2 separate regions of the Oryctolagus cuniculus genome follow, and region 2 is linked to region 1. The links are chromatin contacts, called in public Micro-C maps. All regions are on one chromosome and are shown on one strand. Each heading gives the region's core, a stretch centred on a gene start, on an enhancer-like site or on the middle of the called end of the contact. The rest is flanking DNA. Distances are from core to core; before and after follow the strand shown. Region 1 holds the start of HSD17B7 (hydroxysteroid 17-beta dehydrogenase 7). Region 2 holds the start of UAP1 (UDP-N-acetylglucosamine pyrophosphorylase 1).

Evidence for each region. Hi-C and Micro-C count contacts between places; a contact is called where the count stands out from the background.
Region 2: a contact with region 1 is called in a Micro-C map of ear pinna, with 2.0 times the contacts expected there. The contact joins the promoter of UAP1 here to the promoter of HSD17B7 in region 1. A contact is called at or near these places in 2 of 6 Hi-C or Micro-C datasets (ear pinna and an unstated tissue).

Annotation. Positions count from the first base shown.
Region 1 is chr7:35,904,881-35,909,852 of mOryCun1.1, forward strand. HSD17B7 (hydroxysteroid 17-beta dehydrogenase 7) reads right to left here and starts at 3,215. Exons shown (of 9, transcript XM_051857185.2): 1 at 2,985-3,215; 2 at 486-689. The coding sequence starts at 3,019.
Region 2 is chr7:36,169,590-36,174,011 of mOryCun1.1, forward strand. UAP1 (UDP-N-acetylglucosamine pyrophosphorylase 1) reads right to left here and starts at 3,079. Exons shown (of 11, transcript XM_008264157.4): 1 at 2,942-3,079.

The DNA.
Region 1 (4,972 bases), core at 1,965-4,464:
GTTACCAAGCAGGTGTGAACAAACCTACACTGGCCTCGGGGATAAAAGCTTCCTGAGGAAACAGGAAGGAGAACCAAGCTCCAGGACCAACCCACCCACCCAAAGTTGGAGTCGTCTTAGGCATAGTATCCCTATTTCCGTATCCTTGTCGTCACTTGCTGAACACCAGCACTGGCCCTACCTACTTAATGTCTGTAACGCAGAAGAAAGATGTAAAATGAATATGAATACGAAACATCATAGTAGTTGTATTACTATAAGGCCTCACAACTGACCATATGTCAGGGTAAATACATAACAAAATCTTATGATCATGATTGAGGGTGAAAATGTGGTATTGAGACGTAAAGAGTCACTCTATATAGTTTTTCTCAGCATAATATCTAAAGTGTCCCTCTTCCTGTTGCAGGTTTTCCTATCCTTTATTTTATGAAATGTCATGCAACACGATCTCACGGAAGAAAGCCCATCAGCTGGGGACAGACCTTTGCTTGAGTTCATCAGCAGCCCGGAACACCGACTGCAGGTCGCCGACATCCACCTGTACCATGGTGACCTGGGCACCGCTGTGAGAGGCCAGCAGAGCAGCGCGGGCGGCTTTGGCTTTGCCCATGTTCCTGCACGCCAAACACAGGTGCAGCCCATCGTCTACCGTCAGCAGCCGCTTGCAGAGGGCCAGGCCAATGCCACTGGGAAGACAATTCAAACACGGGGCACACATTAATTGAGACAGTGCCAGAGGCATTTCTCTCTGGCTCAGAAAACTTGAGCTCCGATGAGCAGCCCAGACAGAAAACACTCACACGTTACTGAAAGAAAAGAGATCTCTCCCACTGGCTCAAGATGATGTCCAGTTTATGTTCTTCCCATTCCTAACCAGTTCACTGACACAATAACTGGACTGCGAATCAACTGTACCTGAGCACTTCGTTGAATCCAGTTTATGCTGCCTGTTTTTGTTTTGTACTTATAGTGCCACTTATGAAAGCAATTCAATACAGTACCAGCAAGTGTTAAAAACACTTATTATTATCTGTTTCTTATTATCTTATTATCTGTTTCTTGCCTGTAAGTTTTATTTTGCTGTCTAGGTTCCTCAAGGCCAACGGCTGATGGTATCATTACCGCTGTGGCAAGCAACAAAAATCCCTGATAAGGGAACAGATGAATCTTTCAGGAAGAGGCATCAGTAACAAGAAAGAATTCAATCCACTGCTATGTCTGAACAGCTAATAGAGAGAGAAAGAGGGGCCGGCCATTGGGGGAGTCAACAAGCACATGGAAAATCAATCCTTCCCCTTCCCTCCTCCCACCATATGTGTGTATGAGATTCTGCCTTTCAAGTAAATCTGTAAAAGTAAGGGGGAGAGGGGGGACCGGCGCCATGGCGCAGTAGGTTAATCCTCCACCTGCGACGCCAGCATCCCATATGGGGGCACGGGTTCTAGTCCCGACTGCCCCTCTTCCACTCCAGCTCTCTGCTATGGCCTGGGAAAGCAGTAGAAGATGACCCAAGTCCTTGGGCCCATGCACCGGCATAGAGTGAACCAATGAAAGGAAGACCTTTCTGTCTCTCCCTCTCACTGTCTGTAACTCTACCTCTCAAATAAATAAATAAAATCTTAAAAAAAAAAAAAAAGTAAGGAGAGGGGCTGGCACTGTGGTGTAGCGGGTAAAGCATCCCATATGGGCGCCGGTTCAAGTCCTGGCTGCTCCACTTCCAATCCAGCTCTCTGCTATGGCCTGGAAAAACAGTAGAAGATGGCCCAAGTCCTTGGGCCCCTGCACCAGGGTGGGAAACCTGGAGGAAGCTCCTGGCTCCTGGCTTCAGATCAGCACAGCTCCAGCCCTTGCAGCCAACTGGGGAGTGAATCAGCAGATGGAAGACCTTTCTCTCTCTCTCTGCCTCTCTGTAACACTGACTCTCAAATAAATAAACAAAAGAAAGAATGTGGGATGATTACATAGAAGGTAGGAACAGAGTTACTATCAGATGAGGGCCAAGAAAGTGAAACACGGATGAGTACGTCACTCAAAGATGAATCTACTACTTCAGAAAGAGCAACAGAAAACGGCACAGAAAATTAGGCCAGCAGTCCGACCAGCGAGGCAAACAGCAGAGAAAACCTAAGTAATAAGTTTTCATCCAAAACTTAGACTGACTGCAGGTAAACAGAAACTCAAAACAGACTGGAACCAATAGTAATCTGTTGGCTCTGCCAACACAGCATCAAATATATTTAGGTTTATACGTCATCACTTGAGAATAGCAGGCTTTTAATACTAGTATACAATTGCACATATCACAATATACTTAAGAGAAACACATAAGCAATTCTGAGAACACACGAAGAAAGTGCCAGTGGCAGACACGTAGTTTGAAACCGGTTCACAGGGACGGATGTGGTTGGGTAGTAACTCAGAGTGCATCAATTGTAAATGATTTCACAAGCATCAGTGCAACAAGTAGAAACATAACTTTGTTTAGTTTCTTCCCCCACACACCCTTGATGGAAATGCAGATAAGGAACAAAACAGCCCGAGTCCAAATGAGCAACGCCGGGATGAGTGGCAGCTGCACTCCTCCCGCGTCTCAGCAGGAAAAGTTTCCTTGCCTCCGCGTCTCTGTAGAGAAAGTGGCAGGTGCCCAGCACCCGCGGTCCTAACGCTCACGGAAGCTGGAATCCAGAACACGGCCACGTGGTGGGGACCACACCGCAGGTGAATGAGTGAAGTCAAAGAGGGGAGCGGGCGGGGGCTGCAAGGGCAGCCCCTCTTTCCCTTCATAACCACAGGATCCTCACTGCCACCCTCCTGTTTCCCTTTTCACCTTCAAAGCGCCAGCCCCTGAACACCCTCAAAATGCCCCACATCTGCGGTGGAACACCTGGAGCAGGTTTCCACAGAGGGGCGCTCCCGGCAGTCAGCCCGAGGCGGGTCGCAGACCCCTGCCCCCTCGCACCCCTGACCCGCCACCACCTCACCTGCTGGCTCCCGTGATCAAAACCACCTTCCCCATCTTCGCGCACCCCAAACGCCGTCGGAAGCGCTCGGATCCAACAGCCTCCTTGGCGGCGGACACGACCCTCCCCACTCACTAGGCCCCGGTCTGGGCCCCACCTCCCGCTGCGTCGCGGACTCCGTCCCGAGCCCGCCAATCGCAGTCCGCCGTCCGCCGGGCAGCGCCGGGCCTGTGGGGTGAGGTAGGCCGAGGGGCGGAGCCGCGCGACGCAGCGGCCGGAGCCAATCCGGGCTCTCCCCGCCCCTTCGCGGCGCAGGGCCCGCCCCTGGCGCGTTCAGCTCTTGGGCGTCTGTGCTTCGTGCTGTTGCCGGTGGGCGCGGCTGTTGGGTGTGGGAGTGGTCGCACCGCAGTTCCTGGTTAACACGAGAGAGATTTGGATCTAGAAGCCGAGTTGCGAGTGTTACTTTAGTTTCCCTTCCGTGTTTGATGGGGCGCTGAGCCACTGTACAGCGCAGCTTCTGACCTCTTCCTGTGAAGCATGCTCTGTAAATGAACATGGGTTTCATTAAGAATGTTACGGAGAATCATGGGCGTGGAATCAATCTCAGAACTTGGTTCTCTGGAATACTGCGAACTCTGGTAAAGCAACGGTTCTGTTTCCGAGACTTCCCAGATAGACACTCCTGGAAAATACATATAATAATAATTGCTAGGGAAATAAAAGCAAAGCCATAAAACTACAGACATCTTTTTTGTTTGTTTGTTATTAGATTCCATACATATAAAAGTGCTGTGAAGTTTCTAATGCCTAATCTGGATTTCTGGATTTATAGCAGCCTCGGCAGACCCATCACTAGACTTGGTTCCTGCTGAGTTAGTAGAGACCATCATAGGTCTCTACTGAACATGCTTTAATCAACTTCATGGCATTTTCAAAGTTTTCATTATTTATCAACAATGGTTCAGCAAAAGCCTCACATAATCTATATTGGCATTTGATCCCAGAAGGGTACCAACTAGTTTAGTTATCACCTGAACCAATAAAATATAGATTGAACAAACAAATCTATTTGAATATTAAATTCCTAAATAAAAATTTTTTATAGTTGGTGTGAAAATCACTTTCTACCCTCATCTCACTGTTCTAAAGAAACCACAAGTTAACAATATTTTCTGAACATCCTGGGGTATAGTTAACCTCAATACTGAGAGTCTAGCACAAAAGGCTCCTTTTAAAACATGCTGGAGCTGGGAGGTGACATGTAAAAGAGAGAATTCTGTAGTCAATTACATAGGAAACTAATTATTGCCGAGGAGGTGGGGCTAGACCCCAGATGTTCAGCATCCCCACGGTCATGGGATGATAACCAGCATAGAACAGGCTATGGATTAAATGAAGGCCAGAAGACTTCAGAGTGAGATCAGCGATCTCACTCCACCATGACTTCCATCCAAGCCTAGTGAGACCACTCTGACCTGTTCCTTTACTCAGCTAAAGCTGCTGCTTTCAGGATGCTTATGATGGGCTGAGGTGCCAGAGGGACCAGGAGAATAGAACTCTGCTAGATGTCAATTAATTTTGTATTTTAAAAATATTTTATCATATGTAGGATGCAGCTTTGTAACCACATAATAAACTGTTATTGCCAAATAAGTGCATAAGTATGGTTTTTATCGTCCCAGGCTGTGTATCTTAGGTGTTGTGTGTGAACTCATTCCGTTTTCCTGAAAACCAGCACAGTGAGGTACATAGTGGTCCCATGACTGGGATGGAGCAAACATAACAACTTCTACTATTTATTGGTTCATGTAGTAAATTTGCCTCTGCCCTAAGCCTTGAAACAGATTTCCTTTTATGGTACCTGAAACAGTCCTTAGGTAGAGGATGGGTAAGTGCATCTAAGCTCCCACAACAGAGCCCTGTTCTCAGTCCATATGAAACTCGCCAGCAGTAACTTGTCTCTAGTTTGCAGAGGCAGAAGAATGCTGCTGGAAGTGCCATGTGGCTTC
Region 2 (4,422 bases), core at 1,829-4,328, 260 kb after region 1:
CAATTACTTGGGTCCCTGAAGCCAATGTAGGAAACTGAAAGAAGCTCCCAATCTCCTGCCTCAGTCTGGCTCAGCCCTAGTGGCCATTTGGGGAGTCAATCAGCAGATGGAATATCTCTCACTCTCTCTCTCTCTCTCTCTCTCTCTCTCTCTCTTTCTGTAACTCTGACTTTCAAATAAATAAAATACATCTTTAAAAAAAAATCAAAGAAGTCAGAAGACAGCCTTGGATACTTACTAGTGCATTAAAAGGCATTTCTATTGATTTATATAAGTTTCAACAGTTATGGTACCATTAATTTTTAAAAAGTTATAAAAATGAGTTAAGAGGGATGGATTTATACTAAACTACTTTCCAAGGAATGGGGTCTCATTTACACTACTGCTTTTGTCCAGTGTAAGGAAGCATATTGCAATGGAAAGACCAGCAACAAACCAAGTAAGCAAAGAACAGGAAATTCTAGTTTTTGAGTCCCCATTATTTGCCCTGTGCAAGTCATTTCACTTCTCTGTGCTTACATTACTTTATGAAGCTAAGACAACCAACCTTTGTCACACATCCTCAACAGTCAAGAGAGGAGAGTACTGTCTACAAAAAGCAAATGCAGGGGCCAGCACTCTGGTGCAGTGGGTTAACGCCCTGGCCTGAAGCGCCAGCATCCCATATGGGCACTGGTTCGAGTCCCAGCTGCTCCTCTTCCGATCCAGCTCTCTGCTGTGGTCTGGGAAAGCAGTAGAAGATGGCCCAAGTCCTTGGGCCCCTGCACCCACATGGAAGACCCAGAAGAAGCTTCTGGCTCCTGGCTTCCTATCAGCGCAGCTCCAGCCGTTGTGGCCAATTGGGGAGTGAACCAGTGGATGGAAGACCACCACCACCACCCTCTCCTCTCTTTCTGTAACTCTTTCAAATAAATAAATAAATCTTTAAAAAAAAAAAAGGCAAATACAAATCTAGTACAACATTTTAAGGTGCATATCAAACTTTTCCAAAAATGTTACTAGATACTCATCCACCTTCAGATGTCTGAGAAAATGGGCTCATGCAAATAAGACAAGTCATAAGTTAAACTTTGCTCTCTTGGCCCAAACCATGGCAGCTTGCAAAGGCTTACAGGGTCACACATGCTTATTTACATGTTAGGCAATGTTCATAATGTTACAACCAAACTCGAGTTTTGGACCAGATATTTCCAATGTTTACATGAAGCAGATACAACCATCTCCATGCCATAAAAACTGTACTATATTTCCCACTAGTGCCGGTAAGGGGCATGTGCATATTTAGGTAAGCAGCAATGAGTTTCAATTAAAAGACTATCAAAATCTGGAAAAGCTACCAATCTTCTCTGGAATTATGATAAAACTAGGGTATTTGCCCATAGCCTAAAACATCTATGTCAAAGTTATAACAAATTTGGTAATTATCAGGCCGGTACTGTGGCACAACGGGTTAACGCCCTGGCCTGAAGCACCGGCATCCCACGTGGTTTGAGACCACCTGCTCCTCTTCCAATGCAGCACTCTGCTACGGCTTGGGAAAGCAATAGAAGATGGCCCAATTCCTTGGGCCCCTGCATCCGGGTGGGGGACCTGGAAGAAGCTCCTGGCTCCTGGCCTCAGATTGGCGCAGTTCCGGCCGTTGTGGCCAGTTTGGGAGTGAACCAACGTATGAGGACCTCTCTCTCTCTCTCTGCCTCTCCTCTCTCTGTGTAACTCTGACTTTCAAATAAATAAATCTTTTTTTAAAATTTTGGTAATTATCTACCAATATCAAATATAGCTTTATGTGAATCTAAGTACCAGTATTAAAGAAATCCAGTATTTCCTTCCTGTTCTGGTCTACCCTCTGCCCTATCTCTACTGTCATAGGTACACCCGCGTAAATCTCTTCAAACTTTGGAAAAACAATATTGGTGTTGAGCCCTCAGCACTGAGTGAATCCTACAAACGTTTGGCAGCTCAGCCTATGAGGGCTTCCTTAGTCCCGGCCAAGCGAGCCAGCTGACTAATAGCGAGGAAACAGACAACTGCCTCCAGTTTCCCACAACCCCGGGGCCCACACCCAGCGAATTTCACCTAAAAGTCCTCCGACTCTTGCACTGCGTAATGACATACACAGACTCGCGCAATCACTGCCACCTGGTTTCAGGTTTCAGAAACCCCGGACACACACACACACAGCACAGGGTCAAGTCAGCCTTGCTACAATCTTGGAGGAGACATCTGTTCAGCACACGTGTGCTCTCAGTCCTCCAACCCCATCCTTCTGCTGGGCCGAACCTGGGGAAAGCCAGGGACCCCCACCCACCCCCTCCCCCTCTCCCAGGATTCCAACACAGTGGCGAGCAGGCTTTGTCTCACGGTCACCTCGCCCACAGGTATCCCCTAGCCTCGTCGGCGCTCTCTCAGGCACACTCAAGACATCCCAAGCCTCTCCCACCTGACAGTTCCAGCGGCCGCTTGTCCCCTCCGGAGGCCCGCCAACCTAGGCTTAACTGACCACAGAGCCCAGCTTTGGAACCAGACCCCCCAACCGCCAGCCAGGTGAGGCCCGGCTCCCAGCCCCAACCGCCTTCACCGTGCCCTCGGACTCCAGACACGGCCCCAGGACCTCCTCCTCCTCCCCCAACGACCCCGTCCACCCCGGGGCGCCCTCAGCCCATCCTCCGGCCGACGCCACCACCACCCGGCAGCCCAGCCCGCACACGCGCGGGCTGCGTCGCCGGGATGGGTGCAACTGCGGGACGCCGAGCAGGGCGCGCGTGTGCCGGCGGGCTCCTCGGCCAATGCCAGCAGCTGGCGCTCGGCGCGTCCGTGCGGCGCGCGCCCCCGATCTGCGCGTGTGGCCGCGGGCTCGCGTGTGTGGCCGGACCCGGCCCTCCGTCGTCCTCGGTCTCGGGTCCCGTCGCCCGCCCCCTAGCTCGACTGGGAGCCCCCTCACCTCCCTCCGCAAGGCCACACTCCACCCAGCTCCAGCTCCTTCGGCGCTGCCACACATCGGCGTCCCGCGCCTGCTCGGAATAAATACACTCATCCGCGGGGCCGGGGCGGGCCGCGAGCTGGGACCGAGGGGAGGGCCAGCTCCGGCCACCCCGCCCCTCGGATCGCGAGGAGTGGCCGCGGGTGTGGGGAGGAGCGGAAGCCAGCGGCCCCGACACGTCAGCGCCAGAAGCGCAGGCGACCTGGCGGGAGCCGAGAGGGGGACTCTGGGTGGGGCCTCCGCGCGTCAGTCATTCTTCGGCCCAATGGGGACGACGCTGGAAGCCCATTCAGCAGACGGCCCCGCCTCCCCGGCGCGCTAGCTGGGCGGGGGAGGGAGGTGTCAGCGGCGTCCTCACGGAGGGGCCGGGCCGGGCGACGCGAGCGCCTGGCTGGTCCTAGGGGCCCTGACGATCCCGAGTGGTTCTGCGAGGGGCGAGCCCCTGCTTTTTAGCGATCCTGTTGGCCCAGCGGCGCAGGAGGCACTCCGTGTCCGGAACGAATAACGGAGCTGGATGAAGAGCTGTGTCTCCGGTTGGCGGGTTTCCGAGCGCCCACGCGGCTGCTTGGGAAAGAGGCTGATGTCTCAGAGGAGAACCCTCCAGGGCGGGCCCGGCGCGCCCTCTGACCTTGGGGCGGTCATTTCCGAGTCCAGGTCGCCAGACGCCGGGCAGGGCTCGGCCAGGCTATCTAGTGGTATGTTGAGACCCAAGTGTGCGAAGACAGGCCCGTTTCCTTTTCGCACAGACAGACACAGAAGGAAAATGAAATCGAAGGTATTAGGTAACCTGAGACAGTGATGAGCGCGCCAGTGAGAGCCAGCCTGGGTCAGCTGTGTGTTGCAAGGGACTTAGTCCTCTCTGGGGTTCAGTGTTGCCCAGGAAGGTGGTGGCTGGACCGAATGGCCTCCATGGCCACTCCAGGCCAGTGTTTCGGTTGTGTTATATAACCTGCTCGTATAGGTGAGCACACACAGCTTACGTATTAACCACTATGGCCTTAGAAACTGTAATTGCATTTAAACTTGTATGTTGCACGGTGTTTCAAAAGCCCAACAGGATTAAAATACCAAAGGCCCCCAGAATTCGGTGCCTCTCTTCTGCCTGCCTGAGTGCAAGGACCTTTTCATTTCCTTCACCAATTGATTTACAAAATTGTCCGCCACGGGCAAGGTCAAGTAACAACAGAAAAACTTAAACTCGGTGAGGAATGCTGGTAGAATTACATTCAGGAGATTGAAATAGTCTGCATGTTTTGTGATCCCAGAACTTTGATTCATTTATTTGAGTGATGTATAATGTAGAGACTGAAGAGAATGGGGCCTGATAGAATGTGGGCGTCTTTATTGCTTGGAAAGTTAATTAACTCTTGCATCAGTTTTATCACCTATAAAATTCAGAGGGTGTGGGCATGTGGCATAGTGGTTAAATTGCAGCTGGGTGG